2 separate regions of the Pan troglodytes genome follow, and region 2 is linked to region 1. Evidence: chromatin contacts called from public HiChIP or PLAC-seq data. All regions are on one chromosome and are shown on one strand. Each heading gives the region's core, a stretch centred on a gene start, on an enhancer-like site or on the middle of the called end of the contact. The rest is flanking DNA. Distances are from core to core; before and after follow the strand shown.

Region 1 (4,527 bases), core at 1,083-3,582:
TGTACTGCTTCACACTCAAGGCACTGAAGTACCTATGGAAACTGATGACTTACTTCTGGAGAAGGCTTTATAAACAATCCCAGATTGCTACACTGACTCATAAGTCCCCATCTGACATTCTATTCTCCCTGCTGATGACAGATCTTGATAAGATGAAATCTATAATCTAAAAATAATAGTAGTCCAAGGTTATCAAAAGATAAAAAGCACAAAAAAAATAAAAGGAAGGGGACTAGATGTTTATTTATCTTAGGACAATAGTACTGTAGTTATAAAATTTCTCTCTACTACCATTACATAAATTGAATTAAATTACTGTTCTTTTATACCAAATTGGCATAAAATGATTAATAGTAGTTAAAAGAAATATTTCCTCAAAACCACCACAAATCAATGCATCAACATTGCTAGTTTTACATGATTGTAGATAAACCAAGGCCTTGCAAGGTCGTATGGCTGTGATCTGGAGAGAGCTGGAGAGAGGCCAAAAGGTTATAAAGAATCTACTTTTTAAAATCAATTTAGTATACTAAAAGCTGTTCACCCAGTATGGCTCTAGAGTATAATATTTTTAATTCTCAAGAGTTGGAAGAAATAAAGCAGCAAAACTGACCAAAATTGAAAGATCTCCTGGGATGAGCATACAGCGCAGCCTCCAACAACCCGTTTGTGGATATTTTGCCAAAGTAGGTGTAAATTTAAACGGGCACAGCGCTAATTTGCACCTGTCCATTACACATTACATCTTGACTGATTAATCTCACAGTCACCAAGAGCTGCCCAGATAATGGCTTTGATAGTATTAAGAGCCAAAAATAAAAGATCCTATCATTATTAATTTCCCTCTGCCTGTCAGCCTCTCTCCCAGTGACATTTTTACAAAGGAAAAAAAACAATCAATCATCAAGGACAAGTAAATATCCCTTGATTACTGAAAGATAATTCATTCTCAAATCAGGTCATATTTCCTTTTCCCCTTTACACCAATTTCAAAACCCATGGCCAAGGCCTGCTTTCAAAGTGCTTACAACTTGCTTTCAACTGCCCACCTTTACGCCTGTCAACCCACAACTTCCTTCCAAAAATCTGCTCTGGTGCCTTAACTTTGTAAAAAGTGCACTCCGAAGCCTTTTAACGTTTCTGTATCACAAAAGCTGGGTAGCACCTCTTCCATTTGGCCACAGGCATCTTTTGCCAGCTGTCGCCCTTTTGGCAAAGGAAAATGGGGGCGGCCCTTGCCGCTGTCCAACAGCCCAGACTGGGTGTTACAGGGCAGAGGCAAAATTAAACAAAGGCTAAGGAGCCGGACCCTTAAGAGGCAGGACCTGCGACCCCACTGCTGGCAGCGGTGCCCCTTGCAGGGCGGCCTTGGGCTTCATGCGCCCCGGGCTGCCCCCAAGGACCGCCTGTCCGACTTCCTGCACGCGAGCCCCTGATCTGGCGCGTCTCCCCGAACCCAGACCGCTCAGGAGCCGGACCTCAGCAGCACTTTGGGCCAGGTCCAGGGTTGGCGCCCCCGACCCCAGCGCGGGCGGCTCGGGGCGCCCAGAACCACCAGCCATTGTCCTTTGGTGGCCCCCACTGGGGTCCACTCAGTTGGCCTCGGGCGCCGGCCGCTGCTGGGGACACCTGGGGGCACGTGGGGGAACCGCCTCCCCCGCGGGCCGGGCCGGCGGGAGGCCGCGTGGGCGTGTGTTGGGCGATGGGGGCGGCCTCCAGCCGCCGCGTCGCCGCCTCCCCCACGGCCTGCCCGGGCAGGGGGGAGGGCCCGCTCACCTCGGTAGCGGCGGGAGGCGAGGTGGCACGCTGCGAGCAGCAGCACGGCCACCAGCGCCAGCACCTTGGCGCTCCTCACGCTGAAGTAGTGGTTGATCTCCCGCTTGCCCAGGTTGTAGGCCAGAGCCGCCATCTTGGTTCCTCCATGACAACAGTGCGCGGCGGAGCGGGAAAGGGGCGCCGCACAGGGGCAGCACTGGGGCTGCCGCCGCTGCAGCCAGGCGAGGAGCGGCCGCCAGCTCCCCAGGCCGCCACCTGCGCCTCCCGCCGGGGAACCTGACCCCGCGGCCGCGGCGCCCCCGACCTCCGCCTGCCCCTCCTCGGCCGCGGCCGACTCGGCGGCCTCCCCCCAGCCCCGCCGCCGCTGCTCCGCCGTGCCGGTTCCCCAGGCGCCCTGGACGCCTGTCTCCTCCCCTTCCTCCTCCTCTTTAGCCTCCTGCCTTAATAGCGGCTGCGCCTGCGAGGGGGGTCCGGATGCCCAGTGCTCCGGGGTCACCGGGTCACGCGCCCCGGCGGGCGGCGGCGGCTGCGGCAGAGCCATGGGGGTGTGGGGAGAGAGTACTAGGGGTACCCGCCTGGCCCGGACGCGAGCCTTAGGGCTGTCTCCTAGTTTACTGGCCGCTACCTGAGCCCAGGTTGGGGCAATAGAACTACAGTTCCGGGAGAAAAGTACACATCGTCCCACTCCTTCCTTCCCCAACACTCCCCTTTCTCAGCCTTCTACTCCCAGAACCCGCCCAGCGGGATGCGAAGGACACCCTAAGGTCGATTATTGTCTGGCTATCCGTGGCCTGGCTGGTCAGTCTGGCTGCCCCTGGGTGCTGGCCAGATTGGATTGATGGATCCAGTTGATGGTGCTGGCCGATGGATTGCTGGCATCCAACCCAGGAGTGAAACCAGTCTTAACACTTAACTCACTGCTCTGGCCAGTTTCTCTTAAACCGTTTTTTTAATGTCCTCAGTTTGCCCAGTTCTGGTGGGCGAAAGTACACCAAAGTTCCGAGTGGAAGGTACAGAAGGAGCCTAACTTAGTGTAGGTGTTGATGAGAAAAGAGTCTGACTCTCACTTGTATTTACACAAGTTTGGTTAGGTCGATGTGCCAAAAAAATTCGTTTTTTTTTGAGAGGGAGTCTCACCCTGTCGCCCAAGCTCTAGTGCAGTGGCGTGATCTTAGCTCACTGCAGCCTCCCCTTCCTGGGTTCAAATGGTTGTCCTGCCTGAGCCTGCCGAGTAGCAGAGATTGCAGGCGCCCGCCACCACACCCGTTTAATTTTTGTATTTTAATAGAGACGGGGGTTTCACCATTTTGGTCAGGCTGGTCTCCAACTCCTGACCTCAAATGATCTGCCCATCTCGGCCTCCCAAAGTGCTGGGATTACAGGCGTGAGCCACCAAGCCCAGCCAAAAAAAATTTTTCTTAATGTGCTTATGACAATCATCCCCGCTACTAACGTTGGTTAATGTTTTGTGATTCTCAATAAAGCCAGCACTCCATTTCCTTAATAAAGCATTGTTATCCCTACTCTCCTCTCGCTCCCACCCTACCCCTTTTTTAAATGGTTTTTCTTGTGTTGCCTTCCAGATGGGAATGGTTATTTACATTGCTTGCCATTCTACTTGCCTTGCCTTGTTTAGAGTGAGTCATTGTTTAGTTGGGGTGTTGTCAAGTATTCTTTACAACTTTCCCATTTAGCCATTCCTGAACTTGTGCTTATAGGCCCCTTTTAAAATTATAGAATATTAGATATGAAGGGACTGTAGAGATCTTGTCTACTCATTCCCATTCTCTTCATCCAAGGACTCTTTATTATGTTTTCATCCATGGACTTTATATCTTGAAAGATTTTGTCACTTAAATGAAATCACATACATCACTGTCATGGATGTAATGCTAATAAGCAATAAAGTTAAATAAGTGTACAAACACTTAGGCACTGTTCCCTGCAAATAGTCTTTTAATTTTGGCTGTCATTCTGATCGGAGGTTGATCACATGTTGTAAGAATTAGGTATTGTAAAAACCAGATAACTCTGCCAACAATATATGGTCTGCCAATCACATCCTAGACATTTCTATGATGTCATCAACAGCAAATTAGAATTTCTGATCAGCATGCAATAACCAGTGTTAACCCAAAGGGTTGAGTTAATGCCTGCAAAAAGTAAAGAAACTTGACATTCTATTAATTGCAATTTCCAGAAGGCTTTCTGAAATACTGTAAATAGCTTGTGAACCTCCTTTTTCTTCTCTCAAGTTTAAGGCCAATCTCTCTACCTCTGCTCTGAATCTTTTCTTATCCTCCTTTCTTGAGGGTGTTGATTCCTCCATCAGTTATCCCCATGCAAATCATTCTTTTTCTGTGTCTTCCAATTCTCCCTATCACCTTGCTGTTTGCCTTCCTCCAAAAAAAATTTTTTTTGTTAATGAAAAACACCCATGGACTCTGTTCCTGCGTGTTTACCTCATCAACTCTTTCCTCCTCTGGCAAACATCTAGAAAGAGCAGTGTTGACTCTCTGCCTTCACTGGCTCAATTAGCATTCTCTCTTCAGCCATTTCCTTGTTCTTCACCAAGGCTGTGTGGTATGACTACTTGTTAAATCCAAGGGACACTTTATATTCCTTATCTTCCTGGACCATTTTGTGGCACCTGACATTGTTGACCATTCTTCCTTATTTGGTATCCATCTAAAACAGAGCGGAGACTTTGTTTTCAGCCCACTTCTTGCTGTTTTTAAGTGACCTTAGGAT
Region 2 (4,527 bases), core at 1,380-3,879, 150 kb before region 1:
CGCAAATAAAAGCCTTATCCTCACTCAGAGGCCAAACCAACAGCACCAATTTTGTATTCACCAAAACATCCGATTCCCAAAGGTCCACTAGTGCCTCTAAAAAAACCTTAAATGTGAAAATATTTTTAAAGTTTTTAAAAATAAATTGTTAAGTTTTGGTTTTCATTTGCAGTAAAAACATTTGGCTAAATTGCCTTTAGAGGCACCAGCCATGTCAGTTTACAAGGTCCCTTCATAAGCCACTATCAGGAGTTTAAATTGTGGGATTATGTTATTGAATATATGCAAAGAACATATTAAAAGTGCTCATAAATTCCAGTTATAATTATTATTAATTGTTTTATTTATTATTCTATTAGACTCTAGTAGCCAAAAAGCAAAACCAACACAGCAGAGAAACCGCAGGGGGGCGGGGCTGTACAGCCAGGGCTCAGGCAAGGAAGATGCGCAGGTGCAGAGGACCGGCGCCTGAAGGGAGGGGCTGAGGGTTCACACTGCGCATGTGTGCTAGCAGGCTCTGAGGGAGGTGGGACTATAGGCCAGCCGGGCAGGGGCAGGCTTAGGGAGGGGCCAAGCCTTGGAGAGGCGGGGCCTGAGCAGGCTACCTAAGAGGAGGCGGGCCTGGGGAGGTGGGATCTGGGTGAGCTCACATCAGAGGAGGCGGGCCCAGGAGAGGCGGGGCCTGGGCAGTTCACCTCAGAGGAGGCGGGCCCAGGAGAGGCGGGGCTGGGCAGTTCACCTCAGAGGAGGCGGGCCCAGGAGAGGTGGGGCCTGGGCAGTTCACCTCAGAGGGGGCGGCCCCGGGAGAGGCGGGGCCTGGACAGTTCACCTCAGAGTAGGTGGGCCTGGGAGAGGCAGGCCCTGGGCAGCTCACCACAGAAAAGGCGGGCCTGGAAGAGGCGGGGCCTGAGCAGCTCACCTCAGAATGAGGTGGCCAGAGAGAGGTGGGGCCTGGGCAGGCAGGCGCTAAGGAGCTGGGAGGAGGGGCCTGAGGAGGCCGCATCTAGAAGGCGCGCTCTGGGAAGGCGCGCTGCAGGGGAGGCGCGCTCTGAGGAGGCGCTGTAGGAGGAGGCGCTAAGCACCGCAAAGAAGGCATGCTAGGATGGGCGGGGCAGGCCTGAGACTGGCTGCTACAGGGCTGCAGAGTATCTGCACACACCCCCCGCCGCCAGAATCCCCCCTCCCAAACCCCTCCCACCAGCCACCAAAGCCAGATTCATTTCATGCAGCAAGAGCAATCCACAGATCCAATTCCCCCGCCATACTCAGCAAACCCACAGTTTCCACAAACTGTTGCTGGACGCTGATTCGCGCCACCACAACTACACCGCCACTTCAATCAAGCACAAGTAGGCAGGCAGCCTGCTCTGCCATCACCAAAAGATTCCCATTTCCACTCCAATCAGTGCCCCTCCACTCCACTGCTATAGCGGGAATGGTGTGGGTAGAATGTTAAACACTAATTTTTGCCCGGGGCTCCATTTTGTCTACCAGCACCATCATGCAGAGAACCGTCCTGCAGAAAAATAGAGTGGGAGCCATTCCAAAAGGTGAAAGGGTGGGGTCCTGCTCCAAGAAAACAGAGGAATTGTACTCCGCAGCTCATGTCCCACTACGGCTGCTTTATTTGTAGCGCAAACAGTCTGCAGCTCCTGTACCTCTGCAGCTCTTACCACTTTGTAGTGCATCTTAGGTGTGAATTGTTCCGCAGCTCATGTACCTCTGCAGTTCATGTGCCTCGCAGCGCAATGAAGCGCTGTTGTCGGGCTGGCTAATCGCATCGTTTTTGTAGCGTTTTTTGTAGTGCTACTCTTCTGCAGCTCAGATTTTGCAGCGCGTGTAAAGCGCAATTCAGTTTTCTGTCTGCAGCTCCTATATCGCTGCTCCTCGTTCTGGATTGTAGCGCCACTGAAGCGCCCATCCGTCAGTTTGTGGCACATAAAGCGCCCATCAGTTTATAGCGCAATTAAGCGCCAGTTGTAGCACCCATCAGTTTGTCGCCCGCGTGAAGCGTGCTTGTAGCGCATCTGAAGCGCCAGTTTGTAGCGCATTTGAAGCGCTTATCTGTTTGTAAAGCATGGCACTTGGTAGCGCATTTGAAGAGCAAATTGCAAATCGATCTGTAGCTCCTGACCGTCTGCAGCTCATCACTGTCCGCAGCTCATCTCTGTCTACAGCCCGTATCTGGACTTGGTCCTGGAAACCCAAGCCTTTAAGGCTTGGTTTCCCCATTTGTTTTGGGGTACAGCCAGTGAAGGCGTGACAAGTTTTGCGTGGAGACATTCTGGGGTGCTACTCCATCTCCCGCAGCTCCCGATAAGCACGGGGAATGAACGTGATCTTTAAAAAAAAAAAACGTCCTCACCGCATACTCACCACGCGAGGACTCCTCTGCGAAGACAGGAAGGATGGGGTCCCACACCTGAGCCAGGCGCGGTCTCCACTGGGTGCTCCGCAGCCCGGAGTGGCTCCGGACGACAGCCCGCTCAGCGGACCTTTCGCCAGGCTCGGTGGACCTTCTCCGCTGTTCTCCTCAGGGCGCAGTCAGGTTTCTTCGACACACACCAACCGAAGTTGAAGCGCGTGTACCAGGAGCTCAGACTGTGAGCCTTATATAGGTTGCACCGAGGAGGGGGGCGCCAAATCCCAGCGTGCTCCGCGGGCTAGGGGGTGGAGGGGGGTGCGGGGGATGGGGGATGGGGGTGGGGGCGGTGGCCACGCTGCAGTGGCCCGCCGCTAGAGGGAGTACGGGATTACCGAGGGGGTGCGGGATGCTGATGCTGAACTGGCCAAGCTGGGAGGGAAGAAGAAAGGGAGGGGAGGGGAGAATCGAGGACGGACGGCCTAGCCAGGCCAAGAATGCAATTGCCCCGGTGGTGGGAGCTGGGAGACCCCTGTGCTTGGACGGGACAGGGTCGGGGGACACGCAGGATGAGCCCCGCGACCACTGGCACATTCTTGCTGACAGGTTAGTGGCCTGCGCGCGACGTGGAGGTCCGGGGCCAACAGGCCGCCGCCTCCCCCTCCCCCGCTCGGGTTCCGGGCGCCTGAGCGCGCCCTTTGGGTACCAGCCTCTCTTTCTGTCCCGGACCCCACCGTACCCCTCCTTCAGTACACCTTGTACCCCATTTCCCCGGCCCAGCTTCTCTCTCCCCAGGCTTGACCCCTGGCCTTTTTTTTTTTTTCCTCTCCGCGCCCCCGCGGGCCCCTCCCTGCTCTGCGGGCGCAGAAATTCCATCTCCAATTCCTGTTCCCAACATCCCCCTCCCCGCCCAGCCCCAGGGTAGTCCTCTCCCGATCCCTGTAGCAAAGAGCTGGGGGTCGTTGCCTGTTTTTCTGGGGGGCCCGTTTCCCCGCGATTGGGCTCTGCGACCTCGATGCGAGCCAAAGGAAATGGGTGTCAAGCTGCGTCCCCGCTACACAAACACATCTTTTTTCCTTTTCTTGATCGTGGTAGAGAACACAAAAATATGACATTTAAAACACCGAATTTCCCCCTCTTGCTAAGTGCATTTCTCGGTGGCGGAAATCTCGGTTTTCTTCGGTTTTACGGAGCAGGGACGCGGAATCATGAAATGCTGGGAGCTAAACAGGGCATTCAGGTCAGGGTTAACCCCGGCTGGAGGCCAGAGATGCTGCCGTACCGAGTGCGCTATTTCCAGAAACCAAAACCAATTTAAAACAGCTGTGGATGCTTCCAGTGTGTTTGGCGGGCTTTGAAGGCTCCCAGCTACGGACTTTTGGTGGCGATTACGAGGTTTACACAGAGACCTTGCTTCCCTTGCAACGTTACATTTTCCTAAATCTTGTAGGGTGAATGAATGCGTTTAGTCACGGCAACCGCACGTTTAATCCTTTCCAGCGGGTTGCCGAGATTCGGCCACAAATATTTGCGTGCATTTGTACTATGAACATATATATTTTATGTCAGGGAAAATTGCAGTGGCTGATAAGACGCTAAAATTCTGATGAGGAAGGATGCTAAATAAAACCTTAACGCGGATTCCCATCTAAGCGCCTCAGTGTTAGGCGCTTGGGAAACTGACAATCTGTTGATGATCTTAGTAAAACAAGTTTAAGTTAAAAGGGAAAACCAAATTGTCTACAGCTGAGTTAGGTTTCTGAAACACAGATGAAACGCTTTCATATTTGAAGAGCAAAATTGAGCATATTTTAGTAACATTGCTACGGATTATTTTATACTTGGAATATCAATAAGAATTTGACTTATTGTCATAACAACGTTGCAGACACCGCACTTTAAAAGCGAGCCTTTCTAGGAATAAACAAAACTGTAGCCCATTTACTGAGATTTTACTTTTTATTAGAGAGAAAATGCCCACTATCCGGAATATGAATGAATGAAATGCAGCTTTTTAACAAAGACATTTCCCTAGGAAGTTGGGTAAACACAATTATACTTTTTAGAAGTGCCTTTTAATTTAATCTTTAGGATGTTCACCCTCTTCTGCAAGATAGAATAATTCCAGGATTTCTTATGCTTGGTAGAGTACTGTTCTGGTGACC

Evidence for each region. HiChIP or PLAC-seq counts read pairs in DNA pulled down with a chosen protein or histone mark.
Region 2: a contact with region 1 is called in an H3K4me3 HiChIP or PLAC-seq map of stem cell-derived excitatory neurons, with 2.6 times the contacts expected there. The contact joins the promoter of PEG10 here to the promoter of CASD1 in region 1. A contact is called at or near these places in 2 of 7 Hi-C or Micro-C datasets (blood and stem cell-derived neural progenitor cells) and 1 of 1 datasets of contacts at active chromatin or transcription factors (stem cell-derived excitatory neurons).

What each region holds. Positions count from the first base shown.
Region 1 is chr6:103,884,725-103,889,251 of NHGRI_mPanTro3-v2.0_pri, reverse strand. CASD1 (CAS1 domain containing 1) reads right to left here and starts at 2,332. Exons shown (of 21, transcript XR_001719382.4): 1 at 1,777-2,332. All of the region lies in intron 2 of LOC129144592 (a long non-coding RNA gene), which reads left to right.
Region 2 is chr6:104,031,695-104,036,221 of NHGRI_mPanTro3-v2.0_pri, reverse strand. PEG10 (paternally expressed 10) reads right to left here and starts at 2,629. Exons shown (of 2, transcript NM_001302445.1): 1 at 2,366-2,629. The coding sequence starts at 2,370. SGCE (sarcoglycan epsilon) reads left to right here and starts at 2,685. Exons shown (of 12, transcript XM_009453639.2): 1 at 2,685-2,968. The coding sequence starts at 2,860.